Linked DNA regions of Mus musculus: all the other regions are linked to region 2. A link is a contact called in public ChIA-PET, HiCAR-type and promoter capture Hi-C data. All regions are on one chromosome and are shown on one strand. The core of a region is the stretch at or near the end of the contact, and the rest is flanking DNA. Distances in the headings are between cores, read along the strand shown. Region 1 holds the start of Ephx3 (epoxide hydrolase 3). Region 2 holds the start of U2af1 (U2 small nuclear ribonucleoprotein auxiliary factor (U2AF) 1). Region 3 holds the start of Abcg1 (ATP binding cassette subfamily G member 1). Region 4 holds the start of Wiz (widely-interspaced zinc finger motifs). Region 5 holds the start of Brd4 (bromodomain containing 4).

Region 1 (6,117 bases), core at 3,614-6,113, 530 kb after region 2:
TAGAAATATATTGGATGCAATATTAAGGAAGACTTAAACATCAGACCGGGGGTGGAAAACAAGACAGAAAGGTTAGAATTTATGGTTTGTGTAGCCCTTGGGGGCAGGGAGGTTTTGATAAGTAGTAAGACATCCACGCAGGTGAGGCAAGATGCCCACAGATGCTTCTGTGTGTAACTCGGAGTTCTGGGAGTGCACCCTTATGCACACACTGCATGGACTCCCAGGTACACAAGGACAGGGGATATGTGCTCCAACATATCAATGTTAGGCTGGCAAACAAGAGCTTCTAGCCCAGCAGGTCTTGCAAGAAGGCCCACATGTACTGATGCATCTCCTGAGGATGGCTCTGTGGAATCCAGTGCCCACTGCCTGGCAAAATGTGGCTTTCCAACCGGCCGGGCACAAAGTGTCTTCCAATGGCTTCCACCAGCCCCTGCTGGAAGGCGAAGTCTTTTTCCCCCCACAGCAACAGCGTGGGTGTTGACAGTTTCTTGGGCTCCAGGGGGAAGTTCCTGCGACCAAGACAGACAAGTAGATGGAAGAATGACTACTCTCATTCCCTCTGCCCGACACTCTCCTCAGCTTCTCTCCTGGCTACAACCTTACCTGAACACGTTCCTGTAGTAGTTGATGGGCCCAGTGAGGCATCCAGGTTGTGAGAAGTGATAAAGGAATGCTTCAAGTTCAGAAGGAGTCAGTCCTGGGATGCCGTTCTTGCGGTGAGTGAATGTGTCTTTGAGAATCTGCGTGTACACAATAATGTGCTGGTTTCAGTGCCCAGGTCGCTCAGCCCCACTCTGCCATCCCCTAGTCCTAGACTTCAACCCTCACTGCACCTGGAAGTCAGACATAGACAACAGCTTCTCTGGCAGCCAGGGAAGCTGGAACAGGAACATGTAGTTTGATCGGAATATCTGGCCGATGTGGTGGATTGAGTATTCTGGGAAGAGGAGAAAGGATGTGAGTATGGGTTAGACCACCACTGCTGCCTGCCTGTCTGTGAAGACAATGCCCCCACTCTGGCTGGGTGCTGCCCTCCCATATTGTCTTCACAGATACAGACCAGGCAAAGCTGGAGAGATGAGATAGATGGCTCAGGGTTTAAAAGTGCATGCTGCTTTTCCAGACACCTTAAGTTTGCTTCCCAGCACCTCTGTCGGGTGGCACTAAATGATTGTTACACTAGTCCATGGGTTCATGGGTTTGTTTTTTTTTTTTTTTTTTTTTCTTCTTTTTTTTGAGACAGGGTTTCTCTGTGTAGCTCTGGCTGTCCTGGAACTCACTCTGTAGACCAGGTTGGCCTCGAATTCAGAAATCCGCCTGCCTCTGCCTCCCAAGTGCTGGGATTAAAGGTTTGTGCCACCACGCCTGGCTTAGTCCATAGGTTCTAATGCTCTCTTCTGACCTCCATGACACACACAGCACAGATATATACATATAAACATAAAACAAATAACTCTTACTGGGTGGTGGTGCCATATGTCTTTAATCTCAGCACTCAGAAGTCAGAGGCAGGCAGATCTCTGAGTTTAAGGCCAGCCTGGTCTACAGAGTAAGTTTCAGGACAGCCACAGCTACACAGAGAAACCCCCTAAAAAAAAAACAAAACAAAACGGGAGTTTCTCCCTCTAAAGCTCCTGGGTACCCTCAGGAGGCACCAGCAGGCTTCTCCTGTTTAGGCCTAGTCATATTCCCTCTGCTTTAGGTAATAAACATTTATTGAACACCTACTGTGTACCAGGCTCCTGCAGAAAAGGGTAGGATGAAATGGATTTTGAACACAGTGAAGATTACAGTACTTCCCAGGTCAGGTATGGGGTGTAGCTCAATGAGGATATGTGATTAGCAATCTTGGGGTTCTAGATTCCATCATCTCCTACACTCATACCAACTAAAAAAGGTCCAAAAACATTAGAGAGCCAGAAGGAAGGAGCGTCTGATCCCATTGTGGCGTGGTTTATTAGTTGTTTGTGTCTTTGCTGTCAATGCTGAGTACAGAGGCACATGCCTTTGATCCCAGTGTTCAGAAGGCAGAAGCAGATGTATCTCTATAGCCTGAGGCCAGCCTGGTAGATTCAACAAGCCCCATGCCAGCTTAGGCCAACATAGTGAGACTCCTCTCAATAAAGAAACAAACAAACAAATGGAAGAGAGAAGAAAAAGAAATCAAAGACAGACATCATCTCCTTTGCCTCAGTTTCCCTCAACTAGAACATGAAGCTAGCAACGCTTTCATCAGCCCAAGAGCCCTGCATGGTGACTTTGTATGCAAGTCTATTATAGGCGACTGGCAGGCACAGGTTGACCACCCTCATCCAAAAAAATTTAAATGCCCCAAAATCTGAGTGGTTTTATTTTTTTTTGGAGACACTGTATTGCCTTGGCTAACTTGGAACTCACCATATACACCAGACTGGCCTTGAATTCACAGAGATCCATCTGCCTCTGCCTCCCAAGTGCTGGAATCCAAAGTATATGCCAGCTATACACCAGCTGACTGACATCTAATGGTTCAATGTACAGTTATGTGTCTGTGTGGGCGCGCGTGTGTGTGATGTTTGTTTCAGACAGGAAACAACATAGCCCAGGCTGCTCTCTAACTCACGATCCTCCTGCCTCAGCTTCCTAAGCATTTATCTATTTACTTATTTTTAGACTTAATTCATGTTTTCGTTTGGTTTTGGTTCAGTTTTATTGAAGCAGGGTCTCACTATGGAAAACTCATGGAAATCCACCTGCCTCTGCCTCTCAAGTTTAAAGGCATGTATCTGGCTTCTTTTTAGACTTAATTGTTTTTATTAATGTTTGTTATTATTTACATGTATGTATTTGTACCACATGTGTGCCTGGTATCCACAGAGGTCAGTTTAGGACATTTAGAGCCTTGGAACTGGAGTACAGTGGGATACCATCTGGACACTGGGAATCCAACTTGGGTTCTTTGAATAACAAGTGCCCTCCTCTGTTGAGTCATCCCTCCAGCCCCTGCCCCTCAAGTGCTGATAGTAGTAGGTATATGCTAGTATAGTCAGCTCCACGAACTTTCCTTCACGTACAAAGTCACTAAGATTATTGTATGAATTTCTTTCAGTCTACTCAAGTCTAGGTACAGGAAGTATATAGGAAGCATAAATTAATGTCATGCTCAGAGCTAGGCTCTAGCAACAAGATGATCTGATGATGTGTGTAAACACTCTAAAAATAAAAGAAAATGCAAAAATCAGAAACACTCCTGACCCAGGCTTTTCCCTCCTTCCCCTCTCTCTCTCTCTCTCCCTCTCCCTCTCTCTCTCTCTCTCTCTCTCTCTCTCTCTCTCTCTCTCCCTCTCCCTCTCTCTCTCTCTCTCTCTCTCTCTCTCTCTCTCTCTCTCTCTCTCAATGCTGGAGAGCACACCTTTTCCCGCTAATATAGTAAACAAATGTGCAACCACTTAACTATACTCCATCACCTCCAACCTGAAAGTGCTCAAGACAATTTACATTACTCCTAAGTGTACTAGCATTTATCTGGATCCCCGTGCCAGGTCACAGGTGAATACACGGGCTTTAGGCATAGTCCAACACACCTTGGATCACTGACATGGGAGGACCATTGGCCACAACCATACGCTCCACTAGGGATGGGTAGTAGATGGAGAACTCCCAGGCAAGGGAGGCCCCCCAGTCGTGGCTCACGAGGATGCACTTGGAGTACCCTGGTGGTGGGAAGAGAGAGACACAATGGTATAAGATACAGTAGGGATGAGGTAGACGTGTAGGAGTAGGTCCCAAAAGGAGCAAAAATGAGAAGATGAGTCATACCCAGGCCTAGGATGGTATCCTTGATGTCATCCAACAACAAGTCAATGGTGTAACAATCCACTTCCTTTGGAGCATCAGAGGGACTATAACCACGCATGTCTACAGCCACGACATGGAAATGGCTCTGAAACTCTCGCAGCTGGTAGCGCCAGCTGAACCTGTTGGGTAAGGGAGTTGGGAGTTTAGTCAGCAGAATGCACCTCCTATACCCAGCTTTGGGCCATCCCACCTTTCTGCTCTGGACTTCTTAGGAAGGAAATAGTGGAATCCCAGGATTACTCAACCCTACCGGTTCCCATTTCCCAAGTACCTCATAGTCAGAACTCTACCTTTCCCTAGTCCAGTGAGCATCAGGATCCAGGGGCCCAGACATACCAGTTCTCTGGGAAGCCATGCAGAAATAGCATGAGTGGCCCATTGCCATGACCAGCAGAGACATAGTGCAGACGCAGGCCGGAACTCTGCAGAAGGACCCAATCTAAGTAAGAGCTGAAGGGTAAGGAAATATGGGAGCTTCCTCCCGAGACTTGAACACCCAAGGATGTTCCAGATCCGACATTTCAACCTCCTTTCTTCAATCCGCATCCGCCCCCTGAAACCTACCTTCACGGGAGGAACACTCACCCTGAGGGTTAGAAAGCAATGCTCGCCCAGCGTGGGGTCTCTCAGGCACTCTGGGGGAGACAACCTCTGGCGGCCGCAGCAGCCCCTGCGAGGACGGCACATCACATGGGTGAGCGCGATGCAGCTGTAGACAAACGCGGCCACCAAGGCAGCCAAGTACACCAGGCTCATCACCAGCGCTCGCAGCAGCTTCAGCGAGAGGCGTGAGGGTGCGAGTAGCGCTGTCACCACAAACTCCGGCATATCCTTGCGCTCTGGGACGACTACAGAGCCGCCGTGGTCGGGAGACTGAGCCAGGGGTGCTGGCGCCAGCAGCCCACCACCTTTGTTTTGGGATTCCACCGTGCTATCGGAGTCCACTGGACCGGTCGAGGAAACAGATGCGCGGCTCGGACAGATACTGCCACCTCTCATGACTCACTCTAAAGTGGCAGCTAAAGTACCTGGGCAGAACGAGACACTTAAGGATGAGGGGGTTGGGGGTGGAGCCTGCGAGGACCTGGTTTCGGAGGTTGCGGAAAGAGGGACCGTGGGCGGAGCCCTAGGACATGCTGGATGGAGTTTAAACAGGAACAGAGAATTAAAATTTCTGTAGCAGGTGGCAGTGTTCAGGACCTAGAAAAGGCTCGGCAGGTAAGAGCACTTGGCAGCACACCTGCCCATCTAACTTTGATCCCAGGGAACCACAAGTGGAAGGAGAGGACTGACTCTCAACTGTTCACACATATACTGCAGCACATGCACCCCTCTATGCTTTAATCTCAGCACTCAAGAGGCCGAGGCAAATGGATCTCTGAGTTCAAGGGCAGATGATTTATATCTAAAGTTCTAGACTAGCCAGAGCTACAACCCCCCCCCCCCAAAAAAAAAAAAAAGCCACTGGCAAAGCTCTAAGGAAGGAGAGTTGAATCCAGGACGAAGGAAGGGAGGAACTCTGAGATGGGTGGAGCTTGGAACTCTGAGATGGGTGGAGCTTTGATCAAAGGAGCGAGGCATATCTAAGGTAGAGGTTAAGGGGTGTGGCTTATGAAGGAGGAAGGGGAATTAGGTGGAGTCTGTATTTGGATGAGAAAGACTGAGGATAGGTTTGTTGGCTTGGGTAGAATCTAGACCCAAGAACGAGTCTGTTCTGGAGCTGGAAAGGGGCAAGAAACTAACGTGAAAGTGAGAGTTTAACAAACCCAGAAGTGGAAGAGCAAATAACGTTACATAGCTGGGAATTGTAGGTAGGTGTGGGCAGTAGGAGTCTCACCGTTTGCCTTCCAAGCTGGAGGGCTTGACCTAGAAGACCCTGCCCTGAATGAGACCCATTGTCCTGGTTCCAACCCTTCTTTGTCCTCTCGTCCCGTTGGCTTAGGGGGTCCATCATCCAGCGGGCACTGGTTTCTAAGGACAGGTGGGGCTTAAGTGCTAAATTGCCAGAGTTGAAGGCCAAGCTCAGATGACAGCCAAGGGCAGACCCTGCCTCCTAGAGAACAGGCTGGATTTGAAACCTGGAGTTGGCCTGGGCATATTGGATTACGGAGGCTCTGGTTGAAAGAGGAAATAGGGCAGTGCCTAGCATGACGGGGCATGGTGTCAAGCAAGAATTGTGTCTCAGTAATGAGTCTGCTTCTCTTGCAACCTTTCCCAAGATCTTAGACTATTTTAGGGACACCCATTATTTAACCCTAGAGTAGCCCTGCATTA
Region 2 (6,220 bases), core at 3,614-6,113:
ACATGCCTGTCAACCAAGTACAGAGACACTGAAGGCATGCAGAGTCAGCAGCCTAAGACCACTGGGTCAGCTGGGAGATTTTGTTAACAGACAAATAACTCACTCATAACAGTTTAAAGCAGATGGTTTGATAAGTCTTAAATTTCACTAAAAGAGAAGGACCCTTTAGGGTCATTAGGACAGATGCCTCTGATACTAACCACAGGGCAGCCAAGGATAATTGGGAATGCTCTCCCCTCTAAAAACATCCAGTGCTGTGGTTTCCTGGGGTAACACAAGGCTCCCTTCTTCCTTATATATATATAACTGGCAAATGTTTTAACTTTCTACAGGAAAACTATCTAGTATAGAAGAAGGAAAACCCTGTGAAAGGAAGATGCCCTGCAGCTGTATGTAGCCTGTAGGCTGTACGCAGTCACTGTACACAGGCCTGGACGCAGCAGTCCAATCTAGGTAGGCTCAGGGAGACCTTCCAGTCTCCCACCTCTTCATTTATTAGCAAATCTGTGCCAGGACTCAACTGCCTTTCCCCCACAACCCCTACTGCCCCACCAAACGAAATATGGGACTCAGTTTAACTCTGGTAGACCTAAGCCTAAGATAACGAACACCTCTCAGTGAACTCAAGAAACCCTGACAGGAGCAACTTATGCCCATCTTTAAGTTTCTATGCTCAGGATGCCTTGTGGTGTCAAACCATGGACCTCTCTGGGGTATTAGAGTATGCTGGGTCTGCTGATAGACATCTATGCCAGCACGCCTCACCCAGTGACTGCATCACTACTGCTCAGTGAGGAGAAATCCCTCTATATCCACTAATGTCTCTGTAAGGGAGAAGAAAGGGGCGGCAAACTCCAGCTTCAGCCAACACCCAACCATATTTTAAGAAACTTCTCTAAGGTCAAGGACATCAAGACTTCCCACTGGGTAGGTCCATCACCCTCTGTAACAAATGCAAAATAAAACCAGAGGGAAGATTTAACTTGCTGAGTGCATGAGAATGTTAATCGCTCCTGAAAGCACAAGAACTTTTGATAATTTGTGAAAAATAAAAAAAAAAAAAGCAAAAAACCCAGCAACACACAAACCTGGCTAAAGGTTGGTTTATTGTGCAACCGAGAACATCTGTCTCCATGACGACATGCTCCGATTTTGAAATAAAATGAACAGTTGACTCTGTAAAGGGAAAACAAGAACTGATTATTTCTGGCAAGATGTGGCAGAAACGCCATTAACTTGAAGCTACTTCTCAGCTACTTTCTTCCATGCTACAGAAGTCAGGCAGCTCTTGCAGGCAGTGTTAGAGGTCACCACTCTAGCTCCCACAGGATTTCTAATTCTTTTTTTTTTTTTAAAGATTTATTTATTTATTATATGTAAGTACACCGTAGCTGTCTTCAGACACTCCAGAAGAGGGCGTCAGATCTTGTTACAGATGGTTGTGAGCCACCATGTGGTTGCTGGGATTTGAACTTTCAGACCTTCAGAAGAGCAGTCGGGTGCTCTTACCCACTGAGCCATCACACTAGCCCAGGATTTCTAATTCTAACTTGCCTCCTGCTACCCCAAGCTCCTCCCCCACCCCGCCTTTTAATTCTGTGGGTCCTGGGTGCTGCAGGGGCACTGTTCCAAGGATGTGTTGCTTGCTCACAGGCTTGAGTGCTGTCACCACGTAAAGAAAACAGAAAACAAAGTCCAGGCTCTTTCCAACTCATGCACCAAACCAAGAGGAAATTTCCAAACTGCTCTGAAGCAAGCAGGTCTCTTGGCTTCACCTCAGTGCAAATGTGCTATGTGGACGGCTAGCCTGCTTCCCACATCACACATGAGCACTTCAGCTGCCACAAAGCTCTGCTCAGATACTCCAAGGAGCCACAAGCAACCAGAACCATCAGGTGCTGGGTTTTGGTTTCGTCTGAGCTTCTACTTGATGTAGCTTCCCTATGAAGATGTCAGCTGCAGAGGCAGGACTGCCGTCCCATAGATACTTTTAGTGAGAACCACATGTTTAAGTCCTGGCCCTGGAGTAAAGGCTGAAGGTCACATGGTGGACGACCATAAAGCCCAGGTATCCTCTGCTGATCAGACAGCAAGTCTGTGCGCTTATCTGCAAAGGAGAATGGGTTCCTTACTTTACATAACCTAACTTGATTAGGTAATGGGCAAACTTCTTGGCTGAAATACTCAAGGGTTCCACATAAAACAGCTCTCAAACCTGCACTCCCAGCAAACACTTGGCCTCAGCTGAGTGGCGGCAGCACACACACCATTACTCCCAGCACTTGGGAGGCAGAAGCAGGGGGATCTCTGAGTTTGATACCAGCCTGGTCTACAAAGAGCTCCAGGACAGCCAGGGCTATGCAGAGGTGATTTCTGTCAGACAAGCTTGGGTCTAGAGAACAAGTCACAGCTACATATTTGATTGGTAAAAACTCACTACTTAAAAAGCCCCAAAGTTACCCAGGCGGTGGTGGCGTACGCCTTTAATCCCAGCACTTGGGAGGCAGGCAGATCTCTGAGTTTGAGGCTAGCCTGGTCTACAGAGTGAGTTTCAGGAGAGCCAGGGATACAGAGAAACCCTGTCTGGAAAAAACAAAACAAAACAAAAAAGCCCCAAAGTTAATAGGTACCCATGTTCCTGTTTCAGCTAAAACCACATAAATAATCTCAGTTTGTTTTTTTTTTTGTTGCTGGGTTTTTTTTTTGTTTTTTTTTTTTTTTTTTGGTTTTTCGAGACAGGGTTTCTCTGTATAGCCCTGGCTGTCCTCGAACTCAGAAATCCGCCTACCTCTGCCTCTCGAATGCTGGGATTAAAGATGTGCGCCATCTCGCCTGGCTCTGTTTGTTGGTTTTTAAAATTGTGAATAGCTTGTTGAGATGGCCCTTCTCCACACAGACATGAGCACAGGGCCTGAGTGACTATGCTTCTGGTTTTGAAGTCCCAGCCTTTAGGCATCATCACAGGGAAACCTCTCATGTGAGAACTGGCATACACGTGTTCTAGCACATTTTCTCTGCAACCAGTTTAGAGAAGGTACTCTTCCATAACACCAAGCAAATTTGCATGTATTTTTGAGACAGAGTTGCTAGGTCCTGGAACTTTTTTTTTTTTTTTTTTTAAAGATTTTTTTTTCCCCCGAGACAGGGTTTCTCTGTATAGCTCTGGATGTCCTGGAACTCACTTTGTAGACCAGGCTGGCCTGGAACTCAGAAATCCGCCTGCTCTGCCTCCCAAGTGCTGGGATTAAAGGCGTGCGCCACCACTGCCCGGCTAAAGATTTTATTTAATGTATATGAGTACACTGTAGCTGTCTTCAGACACTCCAGAACCTTACATATGGTTTTGAGCCACCATGTGGTTGCTGGGAATTGAACTCTGGACCTCTGGAAGAGCAGTCCGTGCTCTTAACTGCTGAGCCATCACCAGTCCTGCTTCCTAGAACTTGTTATGTAGACCAGGCTGGAACTCAGAGATCCACCTACCTACCTCTGCCTCCAGAGTGCTGGTACTAAATGTACCACCACACCTGGCTTTTGAGTGTTGATTTAAAAGTACTTTAACGGCTTTACTTTAAATTACATATATGGGGAGGGGGAGGGGTGCCCGTGGCGGCCAGAGGCAATGGATCTCCCAAGATCTGGCACTACAGGTGGTTGTAGGACATCAGATTGCAATAAAGGGGATTCAGGGAACCACACTACTGGCCTCTTCAAGAGCAGTTCACACTCTGAACCACTGAGTCATCTCTCTAGTCCCTTTAATGTATTTTAGTCATCCTTAACACAAGGCACAACCTTCCTCCATGACTTCCTGAGAACCCAGACTTTATTCCAGCTGATTCTCCAAGACTGGTCTAGACCTAACATCCAATTAAATGTCTCTTGAGTGACTGCCGATTCAGGCATGAGACTTTTAGAAACATCCCCTCTTTCAAACACTGAAGACTGTATAAAGGTGCCTGATCGGACAGCCTCCATCCTGGAAAACAGAACATTTTAAGAGTGAGAATGTGGCACCAAAAACGTTATCTATTGCAAACGCTTACCACCGTGACTGACATCTGCATAAACCTTGTACAAGATTCAGAAACATAAAGATGGTGACTACTTACTGGAAGCAGATTAAGCCAGATACTTAAATCCTTAGGTTTTCAAAGTAGGAATTATCCTTGAAAGTGTCCGAAGACATTCCCCTTAACCTAAATTTCAGCCGACACGCGGAAATGAGTATGTGCCTCGCAGCACACGACCACAGGCGGGAATATTGCTATTCCTTTTCCTCTTACCCTAACAGTTGGCTACGGAAATGCAAACCTTAATTTAAAAAGAAAGGCGGGTCCGCCAACGCTTAGGCAGGCAGGAGGTTTATTCGGTCGAAACCGCTCCCAAAGGTCGGCCCCAGCACTGAATGCTAGAGAGGACGGGGCCACAGCACTTCCGACACGATAACTCAAAGCCTAAAGTTGCAAGAAACGTGTTACTTCGCCACAGAAGCCCCGGGCAGCAGTGGGAGCGCGGCGTGGGGCAGGGCCCCGCGTAGAACCCGGCATGGAGCGCCCGCGGTGGAGCTCGAGGCGCCGAGGCCCAGCCCGAGCCGCCCGCCAGTCCCGCCGCCCGGCCCACGAGGCGGCGGCGCCGAGCCGCGCGAGGTCTCCAGGCCCGAGCCAGCCGCCACGCCTGGACGTCACCGCCGCTTGCCTCGACCGGCACCCGCTGCCCGTCGCCTCCCCAGCCCAAGTCCCGGCAGGCCGGCCCTACTCACTTGTCTTTTTCGGTGCCGAAGATGGAGGCCAAGTATTCCGCCATTTTCGAGCGGACGACTCAGGCACGGCAGCCGACGCTGCCGACTACGCCGACGTCCCTCCGGAGACGTCACCCGACGCGACGACGCTCTCCCCACCCGTCGTAGCGACTCTGTCCAATTGGGAAAGGTGCTGCCAGCGCGGGGGCGGGACGAAGAGCATGAGGAGGCTCCGCCCCTACCCTGGCGCCTGCGCACTCCTTGGCGCCCGGGCGGGTCCCGCGCATTGCTTGCGGCTTAGGCTGTGGACAGCCGCTCCGCGCGTGCTCAGCACCGCTGTTTCCCGCTCCCGCCGCTGGGACCGCGCCCTCTCCCCTTGCTGGCCCTCCTGTCCCAGGCCTCCCACCAGTGCAGCTGTAGATAAGGGGCTCTGTCCGGCCTCCTGGAGGGCCTTAAACCACAGCATCCTCACAGTCACAAGGCTCACCTTCAAGTCACCAAATTTCCAGGCAGAGCCTAATCTCCGTTATCTCAGGCAGAGACCCAGGCTGCGGGGTCATCTTGGTTGGATGACTTTATCTGCTCTCTCTGGCTATAGAGCCACTTCCATCCGAGGACGAACCGTGGAAGAGGGTTGTGGGAAGCTGGGGTCTCCTCACAGGCTCTCACTAGTTAACCTGGTTACTGGAACCAGGATGAATGACCCGATCAGGTCCACCAGACCATTAGTTTGTTCATCCTTCTTTCTTCCCACACGCCCATTCACCCCTCACTAATTAAGCTACCCAACTATCCATGCCTCACCCATTCATCTTCCCCTGTCACATCTATTTATCTCTTATTTGGAGACATTAGAAGAATAAGCCCTGTGACACATATATAGACACAGGCTGCTACGATGTTTGTTTTATTGAGCGTGTTTTGTTTTTTGTTTCTCCATGGGATGGTCTTGTGTATGCATCAGGCTACATAGCTACTATGTACAGCTACAGATGACCTTGAACTTCTGATCCTTCTGAATCTCTTACCATCCTGAGTGCTAGGGTTACCAGTGTGTACTACCAAATAGGTTTATATGATGCTGTATGTTAAGCAAGCACTCTATCAACTGAATGACATCCCGAGCCTTGGTTGGTGTAATGTTTAAATCCACTTTTCTGAGTTATGGAGAAGAGGCTTCTGGGTATGTCTGTGAGGGCAGGGATAACCACTTCATACTTCGCCATGCATTGTATCACTGGGCTCTCTCTCCCTCAACTACAAGTAACTAATACAGCTGGTATAATATTGCTCCAGCTGACATGACAGAGAGTTTAAAAGAATACAGACCTGGTGACATCTATTCCTGTTGGTGGCCTTCTATGGCTCCCAAGGCTCTAAGTATACAGGCATCTTTCCACTTTTTGTTTTGTTTCTTTGTCTGGTTGGTTTTGTTTTCCAAGATAGGGTTTCTCTGTGTAGCCCTGGCTGTCCCGGAAC
Region 3 (5,588 bases), core at 2,231-4,730, 600 kb before region 2:
TTTCTTTTTAATCCTCACTCCTGTGCTGGAGAACCTGTTGACTGACTGAGCCGACTTGTATACCATGACAGCCCACACCTTTGTATGCACAATAAACATTTAACATACAGTATTTGGAAATCTGAAGGAACATGTTGTTAGTATGATGACCTTTGTGGTGCAAAGTGTGTGTTGCATATTAAGGATCAAGGCTGTAATGTGAGTGTTGACAGAAAATCCTTGGGTTCATTATGGGATTGATTTCTAATGAATTATTGCCAACATTTCCATGATCCACACGTTCTATCGGGCAGCTCTAGTTGGACTATGGACCCACAGCTTAAGAAGCCTTCCTCTAAGTGCTACTGCCATTGAAATGATGCCTGCATCTTATTAGAAATGATTGTAACATGGTAGAAGTAAGTCAGAGACTGTTCAGGGTATACATCCTGTAGGAGGGGATGGGTATGTTATAAGCAAACCTTGCATCCTTGCAAGAGATATGAGGTTTTGGCATTGGATAGGGGTCTGGAAACCAGACTCCCGAAGGTATCAAGGATGACAGTATTAATGGAAAGCCTCCTTGCTGAAACAGGAAGTGGCTTTCCTTCCAAAAGTCCTCAAGGCCAACTAGGTCCATCTATGTATGGTCGTGTCTTGGCAGAAATTCCCCCTGGGGTTGTGTCTGGCCTGGACAATGCTGAGCTGTGCCTGCTTCACATTGACTGGCCTGGTACTTGTGGTTAGAAGGTCTCTGCCAAGTGGGTTGTAGCTCCCTCTGTAGTGCCTTGGGACTCAGCTACTTGATTTTTCCTTCCATGTGACTCAGCCTGGGAGGGACCATCAGGACTAGGCACCATTAACTGGGTGCAGTTGATAGGATGGAAGAGCAATAGTCTTACTTAGAGTTTCTCTTGCTGCAACAAAACACCATCGCCAAAAAGCTAGTTGAAAAGGAAAGGGTTAATTCAGCTTACACTTCTAAATAGCTGTTCATCACCAAAGGAACTTAAAGGTGGCAGGAACCTGGAGGTAAGAACTGATGTAGAGGCCATGGAGGGTGCTGCTTACTGGTTTGCTTCCCCTGGCTTGCTCAGCCTGCTTTCTTATAGAACCCAGGACCACCAGCCCAGGGGTGGAAACACTCATAATGGGCTGGGCCCTCCCCATCAATCACTAATTAAGAAAATGCCTTATAGCCAGATCTTATGGAGGCATTTTCTCAGTTAAGGTCCCCTCTTTTTAGATGACTCTAGTTTGTGTGTCAAATTGACACAAGACTAGCCAGCTTAGAAGGTAACAGTCCCTGAGAGAAACTACCACATGAAGGCAGAGTACTGAGAAATCAAAGTGTGTGTGTGCATGTGTGTGTACTTATCCTTGGCCCTGTTGCACATGAAACCAGTGTTCAGAACTTACTCACTACAGAATGATTGGAACCTACTCACTGCAGAAAACAGTGTACTTGGCCAGTCAAAACTGGCTTTCTGTCACTTACAGCACAAGTCTGTCCAACTCTGCCACTCTCTCATTCCCTGCTCAGGCATGAAGGGGATGCCAGGAGTAAACAATGGAAAAGATACTTGTTTGTAGGTAGGAAGCACCCATCACTTGTGGGGTCCATTGTGGCCAGGGGGACTACTACCCCATGGACACATATATGAGTGGGAACCCTTTCAGTGGCCCAAGCCACACCAGTGAGAACCCCACACATGGCTGTCTCTGTCTGAGCCCTGTGCATTCTCAGGAACCCAGAAAGCCCTGCCTCCCATCTGAAGCTCCAGTACACAGGCTGCATGGAGGCTGCTGGGGGCTGGAAGCTCATTGGCCTACTTTTGAATTAAAGGTTCATCAAAGGAATGTGAATCAAAGGGGGCGTGGAAATGGGGGAAGGGGTGGGGATGGGGTTGAGTAGAAGGGGCTTGAGAAAGAGAGAAATGCCAGAAGAAAATTCTGAAAGTAGGGAGAACAGACAGAGGGTAGATATCTGCAAAACCAGGCATGCTGATACCATGGCCTGTGTCCTGGTCACATTATTCAGTGTCTCCCCTTGTCCATTCTTGCTGCTTTACAGCATGGTTGGGCACCAGGGCAGACAGTAGCCCAGGCCCCAGAAACCTTTCTCACTCCCTGGGAGGTTTGTACTCTTTTTTTTTTTAATCTGAATTTTATTTTTATTTTTTTTCTATCCTTTTTTTTTCCATTTTTTATTAGGTATTTAGCTCATTTACATTTCCAATGCTATACCAAAAGTCCCCCATACCCACCCACCCCCACTCCCTTACCCACCCACTCCCCCTTTTTGGCCATGGTGTTCCCCTGTACTGGGGCATATAAAGTTTGCGTGTCCAATGGGCCTCTCTTTCCAGTGATGGCCGACTAGGCCATCTTTTGATACATATGCAGCTAGAGTCAAGAGCTCCGGGGTACTGGTTAGTTCATAATGTTGTTCCACCTATAGGGTTGCAGATCCCTTTAGCTCCTTGGGTACTTTCTCTAGCTCCTCCATTGGGAGCCCTGTGATCCATCCATTAGCTGACTGTGAGCATCCACTTCTGTGTTTGCTAGGCCCCAGCATAGTCTCACAAGGAGGTTTGTACTCATAACCTTCTAGAATGCCCTGGCTTTGTCAGCCTTCTTGATACCAGATAGGGCCATCGGTCCCTCCGGTATTAGAAGCCCACCCTCTTCCCTCCAAACTCAGCCACACCCACTTTTCTTTCTGTGATGCTAGGGAGAAGCTTAGCTGAGGTCAAGGATCTGAGGATGTGACAACCACTTGCCTGCCCCTTTCTAGGAGAGCAGAAAGTACCCCAGCACACCCAAGTGTTGGAGCGGGTGGCTCTACTGTGCTGGGGGTGACAGAGAATCATTTCAACAGAAGACTTAGTTTAGGATCTGAGGTTGGGATTAAAGATTTTCACCACGGTTACCACGCAACGTCCCATTTACAAATCACAGGGGTTTCAGTAGGGTACAAGAACGTGGCTGTGTAAGACACTGGAAACACCCCTGTGGCTTATTTGGGGATGGAGTGGTGCTGATGGAGACCTAGGAGCTATCTGTATGAACGCCCATGCTGCCTCAATTTAGGGTCACCGCACACTAGCGCTAAGGGAAAAGCCCTGGGGCTGTTTTCTACGTTTGTCCCTGGGGCTTCTACCTGGAAGGCATGCATAACAAAGGCAGAACAAAGGAGCCACCTGCCTTCTTCCCTATCCCATTGATCTCAAGCTACCTCGGGAGGTTTCCGAAACAAGGACCCCGTGGTTTGTAGGGCGCCCCCACTGGTTCGTCTAGGGTTGAGCTGGCCCAGCTCCTGCAGGGTCCCTGAAGTGGGCTTCCCAGGCCCAGGCGGTTGGGAGAGGCCTAGCAGACAGCTTCGGGTCCAGAGCATCCTCCAGCCGCTCCGCAACAGGAGCAAAACAAGAGCACGCGCACCTGTCGGCGCCCCGCCCCCTCCGCCCGGCCCAATCGTGGGCAGGGGCGGGGCCGGGGCGCAGTCGGAACCCGCGCAGAGCGCCGCGGAGGAGCAGGAGCAAGCGCAGCCTCGTTCCTGCAACCTCGTCCCCGCCGCCCGCAGACTTGTCTCCACTGCCGCTGCCGCCGCCGCCCCCGGGGCATGGCCTGTCTGATGGCCGCTTTCTCGGTCGGCACCGCCATGGTGAGTCGCACATCCTTCGCACTCCGGGCTGGCTTTTATCTTCTAAGGAAACAGGAAGCTCAAAGCCAGGCTGGCTGGTCCTCACACCAGCCGCCTATGAGCGCATCCTCCGGGCGCTGACCTGGGGTGCTCTGGAGAGGTGCCCGGCGCTGCTCGACTCCGCCCTGGCCACCTGGAGCTTTGAGATGCTCCTGTACTGGCTTAGGGCATCCAGAAGGTGGAGTGGGGCGCGGGTAGCGAGCAACCCCACAAGTGGACAGGTAGATGGCCTTGACTTGTCCGCCTCCTGGGTGAGGGGCTGGAGATGTGGAAGCGCACTGGGGAGGGACTGCAGGCTCAGCCCGAGGGAGGGGAGGGTCAGATCTCTCTGAGGAGCTCTGTGGAGCGGGCAGACGGCGGGGGACTTCTTGCGCCACCCTCTGGAGTCCTGGGCACAGTGGGGGGGGGGGGACACAAAAAGAGAAACTGCGCCCCACGAAACGGAGCCTGCTCTCCTGCGCTCCCCAGAGACAGCTACTCTTGGAGGAGGCAGCGAAGTCCCAGGGGAGACAGAGGAGGACGAGCTCAGATCCCTGCCAGGGTGAGGGTAGGGTGTGGGCATTTACACGCCCCCATCCCCCCAGATACCAGTGTTAGGACAAAACCTGGGTGCTACAGAATTGCTAGACAAGTATTGTTTCTCAGAGGTGGGCAAGCGTCTCCTCTTCCACGGTCACTCAATGCTCCAGGAGAAAGCTAACATACAACAACAAAAACCAGCCCACCATCTGTCTGGTCTCACCCTTGGCCCTACCGGCTCTGTCTAACAAGCGGACATTGCGGTTAATAACCTCTTAAGCTGACTTCAGACTGTGGTGGAGTATAAACAGCAAGCCCTCCGTTTTCCCACCCGAATCGTGCCTTTCTTTCTGTTACTAGCCTGCCTGTTCCTTCCCAATACGCTAGAAGCCCACATCTCACAGTCCCTCCCCTTTATTTCATTTTTAGCATCCTGTATTTGAAGTCAGCAAGGCTCCCCAGGATTTGACCGACAGTTACCTCTTGCCTTGCGCTCTAGAGGAAAAAAAAAAAAAGCACTCGGCTTTGTGCGCATGCTCTGCTCTGACAACCGCATCCTGTGATTCCAAACAGGTTACTGTAGAACTCGTCTCGAGCCCTGCCCGCCGACTCATTATGTAATGATTTTGTGTAAACCGATAGAATGGAGCAAAGATGCACTGTGGTGATGGTGGTGGTTAGCAGGGGGTGGGGTGAGGCGGGAAGGAAGACCCTTCTAAGCTGCTCCCCATCCTTGGGCTGTGCTCCATTTCAGACTCGCCAGAGTCAATGAAAACAGGAATCGCTTCTCCTCGGGTATTCCAGTCTGCACCTTTATCTAGTTGACTCTACCTGGAGGCTTGGTTAACACTGAAAAATTGGCCCTTGTGCACGTATCTATCAATGTGAAGATTATTACTAGCAACAGAAAATTATGATAATTGACGATCTTTGCAAAGAGAGGAAGTTTGATGGGTTCTCTCTGCACAGAACTGGTTTGAACATGTAGATAAACGAACCGAACTGCTGTAGGATATAGGTTTCCATACAACATTATGGTTTGATACAGCCCAGACCCCTGCTATGAAGTTACCAATCTCATAATAGCTGGGGTTTATCTTTTATTTTTCGGGAAACCTATTGATATATTTGAAAAGACGTTTCTTCCTGCAAACCTGGCACCTTTGTTTGAAGTTTTAAACGTCTATCTGTCTGTGGTTATACCACCTTGGGTCCACAGATCTTGTTTGCTCTTGGAAGCCAATCAGGGTCAGCCTGGTTGGGACCTGTTTGGGAATAGGAAGTGAAAGCCACTAGGAATATCGGGTGCTATAGACACAAAACAAAGATGAAGTTAACTTTTAAAATGTTCTATCTTGGTTATAACAAGACCTCAGGATTTGCTTTT
Region 4 (6,228 bases), core at 1,201-3,700, 730 kb after region 2:
GAATGGGGCTGAGTGCAAGAGTACATGCCTAACTTTTTGAGGCTCTGGGTTACAAACTCAGCAAAACAAAACACAAAACAAGAAAGAAAACAACAGAAAAGAGTGGGGGGTGGAAAGAAGAAAAATTACTCAAAAGCTTAAAAAGAAGCCTGGCATGGTGGCATACAGCTTTAATCCTAGCACTCGGGAGGGAGGCAGAAGCAGGTAGATTTCTGAGTTCAAGACCAGCCAGATCTACAGAGTGAGTTCCAAGACAACCAGGGAAGACGACACAGAGAAACCCTATCTTAAAAGAAAAAAAAAAACGCACAGCAGAATAAAACAAAAAAACAGGGAGTGACTGGAGAGATGCCTCAGTGTTTAAGAGAACTTTCTGCTCTTCCAAAGGAAGGGTTCAATTCCCAGCATTCACTTGGCAGTTCCCAACTGTCTGTAGTTCCAGTTGCAATGGATCTGATACCTTCTTCTGGCCCCTGCAGATGTTACATACAGGAGCTGCACAGATATATATGTGCACAAAACAACCATACACATAAAATAATAATAATGAAAAAGAAAAAAAACTTAAAAGGGAAGGCTGGGAAGCTCTGAAGTATCTCGGATTCCAGCTCCAGGTATCTAACAGCCCTGGCCTCTTCAGGCACCGGCAGTCACGTGCACATACCCACATACAGACATTCATTCATACCATAAAAATAATCAAAACTTAAAAAATAAGATGAGGCATGGAAATGTAGCTTAGTGGGAGAGTGCTTGCCTAACATGTAAAATGCACAAAACAAAATGCCAGGAGAAAGAACAAGTGAATGAAAGGGAAGTTAATTTAAAACTAAAGAGGGCCGGGCATGGTAGTTCACGCCTTTAGTCCCAGCACTCGTGAGGCAGAGGCAGGCGGATTTCTGAGTTCGAGGCCAGCCTGGTCTACAAAGTGAGTTCCAGGACAGCCAGGACTACACAGAAACCCTGTCTCAAAAAAAAAAAAAAAAAAAAAAAAAAAAAAAAAAAAAAAAAACCAACCAACCAACCAAACAAACAAACAAAAAAACCAAACAAACCAAAAAACAAAAAACCCAAAAAACTAAAGAGGAGGGCTGGGGCAGAACTCAATGGAACAGCTTTTGCAGAGTATGTGCAAGGGCCTACGTGCAATCCCCAGTTCTATAAAGAACAGAATAAAACAAAGAAGGAAGAGGGGTGTAAGGCCACACTACTGACTTCACCCCTCAGGGTTTTGAATTTCCCATTCCTAACATGAGATACTAAATAACGGAGGCTCTTCCGACAAAGGTTCTAAGTATGATGTGAATTGAGAAGACAAAGAACTTGGCATGTAGGAACCACAGAAGAGGTGCTCGGAATTTATTAGAAGGCCAAGTTTTGGGGGACCAGCCACACCAGATTCCTGTTAAGTCCTTAAACATACCAGGCTCCTCCCCTCTGCAGGGCCTTTGCCCATGCTGTCCCGCCACCTGCTGGGCACGTCCCACCACTCATTCTGTGCTGTGCCTCAAACACCACTGTGTCAGGTGGCTTTTCCTGGAGCGCCCAGCCATGGTCCTGGCACTCAGTTTAATATCTGCATAGCCTGCATAACCTGCCCTTATGACATCTGCTCAGTCGTTCCTTGTCCACCTTCCCTTCTGGAATGCCAACCCCTGGAGGACAGGGACTTTTGTCTCTTTATGATTATTTCCCCAGCACCCAGAACAGAAAGTGGCACAGCAGGTGCTCAGTGTTTAATAAACGAACAACAAATTGTGAGGTGGGGACAGTGTGAGCTAGCCTTGTATGGGGTAAATCAAGATGGAAAGAGGCAACTCGAATCTCCCCAGACTTTACCTTACCACTAGAGGGCACTCGCTCAGGAGCTCCACTCCATCAAGACTGCAAGAAGGAACAAGTGGGCTTTGGGCAAAGAGCTCAGGGTACTGACATGGGATTTGGATACAGCTGGTGTCCAGCTTAGAGAGGAAAGCCAGGACACTACAAGTATGAATCCCAGTTTCTTACATCCAGTCATGGGCTCCCAAGACATCTGTTTTCATAAGGGCAAACTGAAAAGCGGTACGTGGAGCACTAAAGGAGGCTATGTGCATCGAACAGAATTCCAATTGCAACTCAGCCCCTGCTGGGTGGGGTGACCTGACTCTCTCTGGGCCTGGGGGACCAAGTGGGAAGCTTCTTTAGGGCCACAGAGCCCTCTTACCAGAAATGCCACTTCTGCCATCCAGAATGTCTCGAGGGCCTTCTTTGGTGATTGGCAGGTAATGAGAAGATGGAAAGATATCACCTTCCCCCTCAGCAGCCTCAGCCCCACTCTCGATGTCCTCTCTTGGAGCGGGGCCTCGAGGATGATCCGGGGCAGCCAGGCCACCTGCCAGTAACCCCTCCATGGGTGCCAGCCGTGAATCTTCACTCAGTACCTGGCAGGTTCAGCAGGACATTGTGGGCCTGGAGACAAAGACAAGGAAGACCTTAAGAGAGTAAGAAGAGAATTCTGTTTGTTCTCCCCTCTCTCAGAACCCTAGTCCTCTCCTTCAAAGCCTATGGCCTCAGTTTGTCTCTTAGTTGAAGTGAGGGGTTAAGTGGTGTTGAGGTTCCATTCACTCCTATTATAATCCAATCACCTCTACTGGGAGCGAGTCTCAGTACACTAAAGCGTTCTCTTTCCCCAGCTTCTTCACAGCCTCCATTCACCACAGTTACACACGCACATTCAGTCACCTCAGCCCTCCCTCATCACTCCTTCCACCTCCACCTATTCCTCCCATGGCTCACTCACAGCTTCACCGTGTCCAGCTGCTTTCCTGTGACTGCATAACCTACAGCCATGCCTCCAGTTTCCAGGGTCCCCGCTCTCTCCCCAGTGCAGGGTCTCGAGGGCCCCCATCTTTGCCCTTATACTTTACTCACTTCTGTTGCCCCGTATCAATTACCCCTACACTTTTCCAACATTCACATCCTTCTCCCTACCCAGGAATGTAGGGTTATTAACCCCTTAGCCTCTCCACACGCTCAAGTGACCCCACCATTAACCCTTTCCCTTCTCTTAGCATGATCTCTCATGCATACCAAGCCTGGGCTCCTCCACCCTGCCACCTTCCAATAGTATTGCTTGCATCCTCCACCGATATTGGTTGTTCTGGCCCGAGGATGAAAAGGACCGATGGGGCTCCTGTTTCAGAAATAAGGACCCTGGGGGGGAGGAGGGCGATTGTCCTCTCCACCTATAAATACCTTCAAGGTAGAGCAGAAAGTGAAGGGCAGGAATGAGGCGCTCTCCCCAGGGAGATGGTGGTGAGGCCCGGCCCAGGCAACCGGGGCGGGGCCGGGGCTCCAGGCCTGGTAGCAGGCGTTGCCCTCGAGGGCCTGGGCGCTCCCGGGGGGCCCTACACAGGGTGGGTTGACAGTCTTGGCTGGAGGGGTCCCTGCCCAGGCCTGGAGAAAGCACCTGCGGGTGCCCACTCGGGTAGGCACTGCTGGCGGGGATCGGGCAGGACCGCAACTTCGGAGCACTTTGGCAGCTTGGGGAGGGGGCTCCAGTCCAGATGGTCGTTCCCTACCCCACCTCCCGCAGGGGTCGCAGAGGTAGGGGCGGCGCTGCGCGGACGCACCCTGCGGGGAAGCCAGGGTCCCCAGGATGCGCCCTTCGCCCGTGCACCTCGGGGCGGGAGACCCCGCGGGACGAGCTGAGGTGGGGGGGGAGACACCTGCCTCGAGACCCCCGATCCTCCCCCCACCTGTACAGCCCCGCCCCCTGCAGGCCCCGCCCCTGCAGGCCCCGCCCCTCCCCCGCCCCAGGGGGTCCCGCCCGGCCCGACCGGGCCCAGGCCTCCCCTCCCTGCTCCAGCTCCGCCCCGTCCGCGAGCTTCCCGGGCTGGGTCGAGCCTCACCGGGGGAGGCGTAGTCGCTGGCCGGGAACTCCCCTACTTCATAGGGCCGTCGCTGCCACTACAGCTGCTGCCCCTCTTGGTGCCGGTGCCACGGCCTCCGCAGCCACCGCTGCCTCCACAGCTCGGGGGACATTGTCCCTTTAAATCGCTCCCCCCCCCACCGCCCCGCCCCTCCCCCCCGGCGTGCCGACGTGACCTCAGCGCGACAGCCCCGCCGCGCCGCCATGATGAGGAGGTCTGCCCCCCCTTGTGCCACTTTGGGGGTGGGGTGGGGAATCCAACGGGCGCGCCGCCATATTGGGAGTGGCCAAGCAGGTCACCCTTAAAGGAGCCGCAGGACCTTAGCGTCTAGGGAGGGGCTCTGTTACCATGACAACATACTGTCCTCTGCACCCCACTGGTTCTTTCTATACTAGGTTTGTTAATAACATGTAGGTTTGTTAATAACAGGTGAGTTCACAGCAGGGAAACGTAGAAGTTTTCTCTCGGATCATTCATAGCTCATTGAGGACTCCACCCAGCATCAGTTCTTAGCTTTCAATCTCTGCCAGTCATAAGGTCAGTCGTCTTTCCTCGTTGTTTGTATTGGACGTAAACATCTCCATTACTTTACGTCTGTACCGAATGTTAAGCTCTCCTCCGCCTAGGTTTTGGGATCATGGCCTCCAGACTAGCCCATATACACACATCACAAACTGGTTGCTTTCTCCCATCCATTACCCATTTGTCCACCCATATATCTACATACTCAATCTGTCAACCTCTCAACAACACAATAAACAAATCACCTCTCTAAACACTCATCTATCCAAAAATCCACTTAATCTACCCACTCATATCCCATGTACTAGTCCATTGCTTCTCTATCCACAGTCAAGGGATTCAACAGTCCTACCAACATCCATCCATCCATACAGTCATCCATTAGTTGCATATTTGTCATCACCAAATGGTGACAGGAGTTCATGTCTGTCTACTTTATTATCTTCCCACGGCTCATTTGGGAGTCCCAAAAGACCTCAATAAATGTGAGGTGTGTGTGTGTGTGTGTATTTGATTACTCATTTAGTTCAAGTATTAATTTCCTATTAGCCTTCTCTAAGTAAATATATCCATTTTGATTAGAGATCTGCCTTAAACCAGGTCAAATGATCAGTGAAGTAGCTAACCTAGTCACCTGCCTATTGTCTCATCCACCTTACTCAACCAGCCATAAAACTCAACTGTATTCTCACATACCCTCCATCTGTCTCCCAGACTCATTGCCCTCCCTGCCATAACGTGCCTGGATTGTGATATGGCATCTAGAAAGATTCTGTTACTTGGAGCTTGAAATATTGGTAGGGGATGAGGTTGGATAGGTGGGTGGGAGGTCTGTGCTTCATGGAAAAGCAGGTGGTTCCCCCCAAAAATGATCAATACCCTTTATTGAATACCTTTAACTAAGAGTTTTCCACTATGTGGAGAATTTTTAGATACACTTTACAGAGGAGAGAATGGAGTCTCTTAAAGTGACAACCTTAGATCACACCAATTGTGAGGATCTGCTCATTATTTCCAACTTCAGGAGACTTCAAATTAGGTATGAATTTGGGAGACCTGAATGGAGAACTGGGCATTCTCTTGTATTAATCATTTGTAGGGGCAGAGAAACCGGTGATTTTCTGAAATGGATTTACTGGGCAACCTCACAGTTACCAGAGTGATTGACACCTCCCACTCTGTCCCCCACTGAAGGCCATGAAGGGCTGAGGCAGTCAGAAAATCCTCTGTAGTGGCTCTCTTGGCTTCCAGACCATATATGGAGTGGGGTGAAATGCTCAAGTGCCCATTGACAGATCAGCTCCATTGACACATGGTGCTTTGAGAGGCAGGGGCTGGCTCCGAGATCCTGGTGTTTTTGAAAGAAGTTGCAGGCTTTGGAGGCTATCCCTCAGCTGGTCCTGAGAACATTCCATCTCAGTCAGGCGCTGTTCCTGGGAAGGCAGTGGAAGTGGGTTTGAGGTTGGGGTGAAGGTTGGGGGTATATACCAAGCACACTCCCTACTCCCCTCCAGTCTCAGGCAAGAGTCTTACCAGACTTTTCAGCCTGTGGCTTCCGTTGCTTGGGAGACCACCCTTAGAATCCAACTTTGAGATACTGTGGGGGTCAGGGGCAAGAGAGTGGGCAAGTCAGAAACAGAGAAAGTCCCTTTCATCCTGAGTGCACTGCCAAGAATTCAGTGGGCAGGGCTTGGAGTGAAGTTGGGGTTTAGAGAGCAGGGCATAAGTATATCTGAAGCAAGGTTTGATTAGAGCTTGGCATAGCTAAGATGCAAAGACTAGCCAAGTGTAG
Region 5 (5,849 bases), core at 1,479-3,978, 630 kb after region 2:
ACTGAGATTACAGGGCTGTGTGTGATACCACGCCCTTCTTCTTTCCAACCTCAGTTAATCTCACAGGTTCTTTCAAACTTAGACATTACAATTTTTAACTGTGTGTGTGTGTGTGTGTGTGTGTGAGTGTGTGTGTGAGAGTGTGTGTGTGTGTGTGTGTGTGCGCACGCTGTGCATGCATGGGTGGAAGGAAGTCAGAAGGCAGTGTCAGTCCCCCAAGAGCTGAAGTTACAGGCCATTCACTGTACCATCTTCCCAAACTCTAAACATTCAAACACTTTACAGCCACATAGACTGCCCAGAATGGCTTTTCTTTAAAAACAACCCCAAGCAGGTTGTTGTGACTCCCAGCACTTAGGAGGCTGAGACAGGAGAACTGCCAAGTTTGAGGACAGCCTGGACTCAACCCTGTATCAAAACCCTGCCTCCAGTGCCTAGAGAAGGCAAGTCTGTAACTGCCACTCTTGCTGAGGCCTCAGGCTCTGGTCCCAGCATTCTCACGGCTCCTCACAACCTTCTATAACTCTAGTTCATGAGGACCCGAGGCCCTCTTCTGCTCTCCAGGGGAGAATGCATGTGTGCACAAATATTAATAAACATACTCTCCACTCTATAGAATCTCTAACTCTCAAGTCATTCAACAGCCTGAATTGTGTAACTTGAAAATACTGCCGCCTTCTGTATCTCTCCAAAAGTGAAAGTGTAATTTGGTACAAAGATCACAAAACTGGCTCAAAAAAGATTAACTCTGGAGACAAAGTCTAAATTCCTTTAAATAATTCAATAATTTAGTGGAAATTTTACTAAGTGGTCTAAGGTTCTCCAGCAATCCTTAGATAAAAGTTCCCTCTTGCAGCCCTCCAAATGAAACACACGGGCATTCAGAACATCCAAAATGTCCCAGTCACTTTTGTATCCTAGCTTTCATCAATAAGCAAAATCCCTTATCTTTAGCAATTTGCATGTGCAGAATGCTAACAAGATAAAAAGAGGTTTATTTCCAGTTAAGACCAACTAATACCACTTAAAAAGACTTACTTTACCTTGAGTCCTTAAATACTTTATTGGCTACCAAAGATAGGATGTACAAATCAGCAACAATATATTTTATAATTCTGGGCTTTTCCTTCTAGATTTGATCAATTCAATTCAGTCTTTGACAGTGTTACCTTTTCCAACCTTCCTAGTTGAAGCTTTGAGAAGGAAGGAGTTGGTTACCTATAAATGCCCTCTATGGAAAGATCATTCTCCATCCAAATTAAAGTGAATAAAATAATGTTCTTGTAAATTATTGTAAAGCCCATAAAACTGAGCCCCAGCTGAAGACTTCTAAACAGGGTTTGTCTGTATACCCTGGCAGTCCTGGAACTCACTTTGTAGACTAGGCTTGCCTCGAACTAAGAAATCCACCTGCCTCTGCCTCCCGAGTGCTGGGATTAAAGGCGTTCGACACCACGCCCGGCTAGCTGAAGACTTCTTGAAATTGAAAACACATTCATAATTCCTTTGCATTTTTGTGGGTGACATTCTTTTTTTTTCTTTTTTTTTTTTTTAATTTATAGCTGTCTTCATAAACCCCAGAAGAGGGCATCAGATCTCATTACAGATGGTTATGAGCCACCATGTGGTTGCTGGGATTTGAACTCAGGACCTTTGGAAGAGCAATCAGTGCTCTTAACCGCTGAGCCATCTGTCTAGCCCTGTGGGTGACATTCTTTACAACACCCAAGCTCTACCAATTCCAAGGGAAGTTGACATCTCCATTCATAAAAATTTTCCAATTTTTTATTATAGCACTGAAGAGCACATTGGCTTAGAAGTACACTGAGAGTTGGATTTTAGTAACCAGGGGCTATTAATATCACCTTTGATGATAAGTAAAGACATTCTCAAGAGGGCTGCTGCAACTGGCATCCAACATATATACACACACAGGAGATAATCTCACCAGATTTCGAAAAGCATAAACAAGTAAACAAGCAGGCTAAAAACACTTTTAAAAAAACAAACAAAAAAACCCTTGTCTTGAGTAACAGGGAGGTCAGCCAATCAGCAGAGGCACATGACTCACCCACCGGCCTGAGCAAAAGTATTCACACTGTCCACTACACTAACGTGGGATTTCCCATCTCCAACCCAGCTCGGCCTTGGGGGCTTCTTGTTTAAGTGCTATTTCCGTGTTTGTGTGTAAGGGGGGGGGGGGTCATTTTGCTGAATCACAACTCTCCAACATCCCCACCCTAAACCGACACACTCCTGCAAGTAAGAAGCCATTGCAAGGGACGGCAGCAAGCAGAGACCCATCAAAACAAAGCACCCAAAGAGTAGGCTTCCAGGTTGGGAGTGGGTGGGTCGAGAGGGACTCCTGGTCCTTCGTCACCCTTCCTGTCCCCTGGGTCCAGCCTGGAGCAGGCGTGCAATGGAAGCTCTCTCCCTGTGAACAAAATCTTCTACCTCTTTCTAGGCAGAGCTCCGGGGACAGCCGGAAAGGTGAGACTATGAAGCGGGAACTCGCTATCCCAGCACTGGCAGGAGTACCCAGCTGACGGAAGGAGAGCGCGCCGGGGCACGACGCGCAAGAGCGACCCGCCCCAAGGGGGAACTGCAACCAGAGAGAGCGGGCGGTACCCGCGGTCAGCATCCCCGGCCCGGACTTACGCGGCCCGGCGCGCACCGCAGATCCAGAGGCAGTCGCTTCCTCCTCCTCCTCCTCCTCCTCCTCCTCACTTGACAAAATGGCGGCGGCAGGAAGTGCCGGGAGCTTGGCCCGCCCCCCGCCCGCCCCCGGCCGCCCAGCGCGCCCGCGCCCCCGGTCCCGGTCCCGGTCCCGTTCCCTGCCGCCGCCCGCGCCAAGGGGGACAGCGGCGGGCGCAACTGCCCCGGTACAAAGTCCGCGAGCCCACTCGGCCGCCGCCGCCCCAACGGCGCGGGCTGCCCCGGCAGGGCGCGAGAAGCACCAGGCTCCGGGCCCACGAAACTGCGGCCTCCCCACCCCCGCGCCGATGGCGTAGGTGGTGGCGCACCAGCCCCATTACGCAATGCAGGTTACGCGGGCCGCGCCGTGGGGCCCCGGCAGCCCGCCTCGCGGCCGCGAAGGACACCGGTCCCCTCACCTGAGACGCTAGGCCGCACGCCGCCGCACGCTGTCCGGGACGCCAAGCCGGGGCCCGTCCGCCGCGCCCGCCGCGCCGCTGCGCTCACAGGCCCCGCTCGCCCGCGGGCACTGCTGGCAGCCTCCGCCGCAGCCGCCGCCACTGCTTCGGTTCCTCGGCTGCGGGAGAGCAGAACAAACAGCCCTGCCGCCGCCGCCAGCGCACTGATGTCACCACGCACGCTGCGCGCGCGGCCCCGTGTCATCGCCGCCGCCCGGCGTGCGCGTCCCGCTGGTCCTCCCAGGTCCGGAGAGCTTCGTTAGTGCCGGCGGCGGTTGTAGAGGTGAGGACAGGAGACTGGCTCCCCCGACTGGGGGGAGGAGGGCGGGAGTCCTTGGAACACGATCGAGGGTCTCTGAGGACTGTGTACCCCAGAGGGATACACAGAAGAGGGAAGATCAAGAGAAGACAAGAAGAGTCTTCAGGGCCATCCATAAGGAAACAGCTTTTCGGAGGAAGCCGACACGCAGACTCAGGGAAGGAACCTTGCAGATGAGTGGGGATCTTCACATGCAAGAACGACAAGAAAAGATTTTTTTTTTTCCCCCAGAGCTGAGGACCGAACCCAGGGCCTTGCGCTTGCTAGGCAAGCGCTCTACCACTGAGCTAAATCTCCAACCCCAAGAAAAGATTTTTAATCCAAAAATTTAAATAATCCGATGACAGACTCAAAAGAGCAGATGGTGAAGAGAGCCCTCAGACAGGTGATAGAGGAACATTAAGGCCAGAGGACTATGGCTAGTTGTGTGTCAGTGGGAACTGACAATTGCTGAAAATACAGACACGTTTCACTATATTCACTACACTCAATTTATGGAATCAACTTAAGGAAAATATTTCATGTATCATGAAATAAGAGAATGAGCCAGCGGGGATTTTTTTTTTCAGAGCAGGATCTTAAGAATTCTTACCCTTCTTGTCTCAGCCTTCCAAGTAATGAGATTACATGTGTTCACCACCACACCCAGGTCTTCTTGGCTGGCCTCTGTAGAGGAGCTGAAGATTGATCAGTACGGATCTCTAAGCCTAGAACATTCTCTTTCTTGTCCTCCAGATTAACTTTAATTCTTGAAGACGTAAGTCAGCTCCCAGCATACTCTGAACTAGGTATGTGACCATTTGAGGGGTTGCAAAACATCCCAGCCTGGAATACAGAAGATCTTTGAGATTTTTTAAGACAGCATTTCTCTGTATGGCCCTGACTGTCCTAAAACTTAAACTAGAATAGCCTTGAACACAGAAATCTGTCTTTCTCTGCCTCTTAAGTACTGGGATAAAAGGTATGTACTACCACCCCCAAAGAAAAAATTAGAATTTTTAAGGTTCCCCATGTGTGTGTGTGTGTGTATGTGTGTATATGTATGTATGTATATATATATATATATATGCATATATATATATATATATATATATATATATAGAGAGAGAGAGAGAGAGAGAGAGAGAGGTGTCCAGAATTAAGAAGGCTAAAAGAAAAAGGTAGGCTGAGGCAGAAGGATAATAGGTTAAAAGGAAGACCACCCTGTATTAGTGAGACTGTCAAAACATCAAACAGGTGCTGGTGAGATGGCTCAGTGGGTAAGAGCACCGGACTGCTCTTCCGAAGGTCCGGAATTCGAATCCCAGCAACCACATGGTGGCTTACAGCCATTTATAATGAGATCTGACTCCCTCTTCTGGAGTGTCTGAGGACAGCTATAGTGTACTTACATATAATAAAAATAAATAAATCTTAAAAAAAAAATCAAACAGGCTGGTGAGATGACTCCAGTGGCACTTGCTGCCATTTCTGACTACCTGAGTCCAATCCCTGGGACTGGCCCTCTGACCTTATAAATAAATATTTTAAAAAAAAAAAAAAAACAAGAAAGAATAAAAGTATTCCCTACTATTGTGTTTTAGTTGTGATTAACCAAAGGTTAATTGGTTATATTGGTATATTCTAAGCCAAGTAAAAATTTTACCTTTGACTATGATAATTATGAGATGTAATTAGTTATAAGAAGTGAAGAAATTGTAACATTTGTTAAAGCGTCTAACTTTGGGCTACAGATCATGAAACTCCCCCCCCCCCACCCCACCCCCCAACATACACACACACACACACACACACACACACACACACACACACACGGTTTCTCTGTATAGCCCTGGCTGTCCTGGAACTCATTCTGTAGACCAGGCTGGCCTCTGCCTCCCAAATTCTGGGATTAAAGGTGTGCGCCACCACACCCGGCCATGAAACTTTTAAATATCTTCTAATTTTGCATGTTATTTCCAAAAGGTGCTCAGAAAGAAAAAAAAAAAAAAAAAGGTCGGGCAGTGGTGGAGTTCGCCAGCCTGGTCTACAGAGTGAGTTCCAGGACAGCCAGGGCTATGCAGAGATGGGGGGGGGGGGGGGGGGTTCACACGCTGAAAGGGAGGGGAAAATAACTCCTGAAAGTTGGCCCTGACCTCCACAAGCTTGTGTAATTTACACACAAGTGGATATATGTAATACCTTTTGAAATTAAAAAGTAGTCTGCCATAATAGTGTATGCCTAGGGCTGGAGAGATGGCTCAGTGGTTAAGAGCACCAACTGCTCTTCCAAAGATCCTGCGTTCAATTCCCAGCAACCACATGGTGGCTCACAGCCATCTGTAATGAGATCTGATGCCCTCTTTTTGGTGTGTCTGAAGACAGCTACAGTGTACTCA

What was found. Promoter capture Hi-C pulls out the DNA fragments that hold promoters and counts their contacts. ChIA-PET counts read pairs in DNA pulled down with a chosen protein or histone mark. HiCAR-type assays count read pairs that join an accessible place to other places.
Region 1: a contact with region 2 is called in a HiCAR-type map of astrocytes, with 2.7 times the contacts expected there. The contact joins the promoter of Ephx3 here to the promoter of U2af1 in region 2. A contact is called at or near these places in 1 of 39 promoter capture datasets (the 3T3-L1 cell line), 2 of 115 datasets of contacts at active chromatin or transcription factors (astrocytes and embryonic forebrain) and 1 of 9 other capture datasets (adipose tissue).
Region 3: a contact with region 2 is called in an RNA polymerase II ChIA-PET map of memory CD8 T cells, with 12 read pairs. The contact joins the promoter of Abcg1 here to the promoter of U2af1 in region 2. A contact is called at or near these places in 1 of 39 promoter capture datasets (cranial neural crest) and 1 of 115 datasets of contacts at active chromatin or transcription factors (memory CD8 T cells).
Region 4: a contact with region 2 is called in a promoter capture Hi-C map of pre-B cells, with 3 times the contacts expected there. The contact joins the promoter of Wiz here to the promoter of U2af1 in region 2. A contact is called at or near these places in 1 of 39 promoter capture datasets (pre-B cells), 2 of 115 datasets of contacts at active chromatin or transcription factors (memory CD8 T cells and pancreatic cancer cells) and 1 of 9 other capture datasets (liver).
Region 5: a promoter capture Hi-C map of erythroid cells shows a contact between it and region 2, with 4 times the contacts expected there. The contact joins the promoter of Brd4 here to the promoter of U2af1 in region 2. A contact is called at or near these places in 1 of 39 promoter capture datasets (erythroid cells) and 2 of 115 datasets of contacts at active chromatin or transcription factors (the NIH/3T3 cell line and astrocytes).

The regions. Positions count from the first base shown.
Region 1 is chr17:32,184,607-32,190,723 of GRCm38.p6, forward strand. Ephx3 (epoxide hydrolase 3) reads right to left here and starts at 4,864. Exons shown (of 7, transcript NM_001347341.2): 1 at 4,429-4,864; 2 at 4,180-4,265; 3 at 3,805-3,962; 4 at 3,570-3,698; 5 at 840-943; 6 at 610-746; 7 at 1-515. The coding sequence starts at 4,842. The coding sequence ends at 290.
Region 2 is chr17:31,653,891-31,660,110 of GRCm38.p6, forward strand. U2af1 (U2 small nuclear ribonucleoprotein auxiliary factor (U2AF) 1) reads right to left here and starts at 4,864. Exons shown (of 8, transcript NM_024187.4): 1 at 4,763-4,864; 2 at 1,089-1,176. The coding sequence starts at 4,806.
Region 3 is chr17:31,054,214-31,059,801 of GRCm38.p6, forward strand. It overlaps Abcg1 (ATP binding cassette subfamily G member 1), which reads left to right and starts at 3,481. Exons shown (of 15, transcript NM_009593.2): 1 at 3,481-3,643. The coding sequence starts at 3,602.
Region 4 is chr17:32,385,367-32,391,594 of GRCm38.p6, forward strand. Wiz (widely-interspaced zinc finger motifs) reads right to left here and starts at 2,451. Exons shown (of 11, transcript NM_001372227.1): 1 at 2,207-2,451. The coding sequence starts at 2,393. Rasal3 (RAS protein activator like 3) reads right to left here. Exons shown (of 18, transcript NM_001374604.1): 17 at 5,970-6,033; 18 at 5,293-5,869. The coding sequence ends at 5,714.
Region 5 is chr17:32,281,405-32,287,253 of GRCm38.p6, forward strand. Brd4 (bromodomain containing 4) reads right to left here and starts at 2,729. Exons shown (of 20, transcript NM_020508.4): 1 at 2,659-2,729.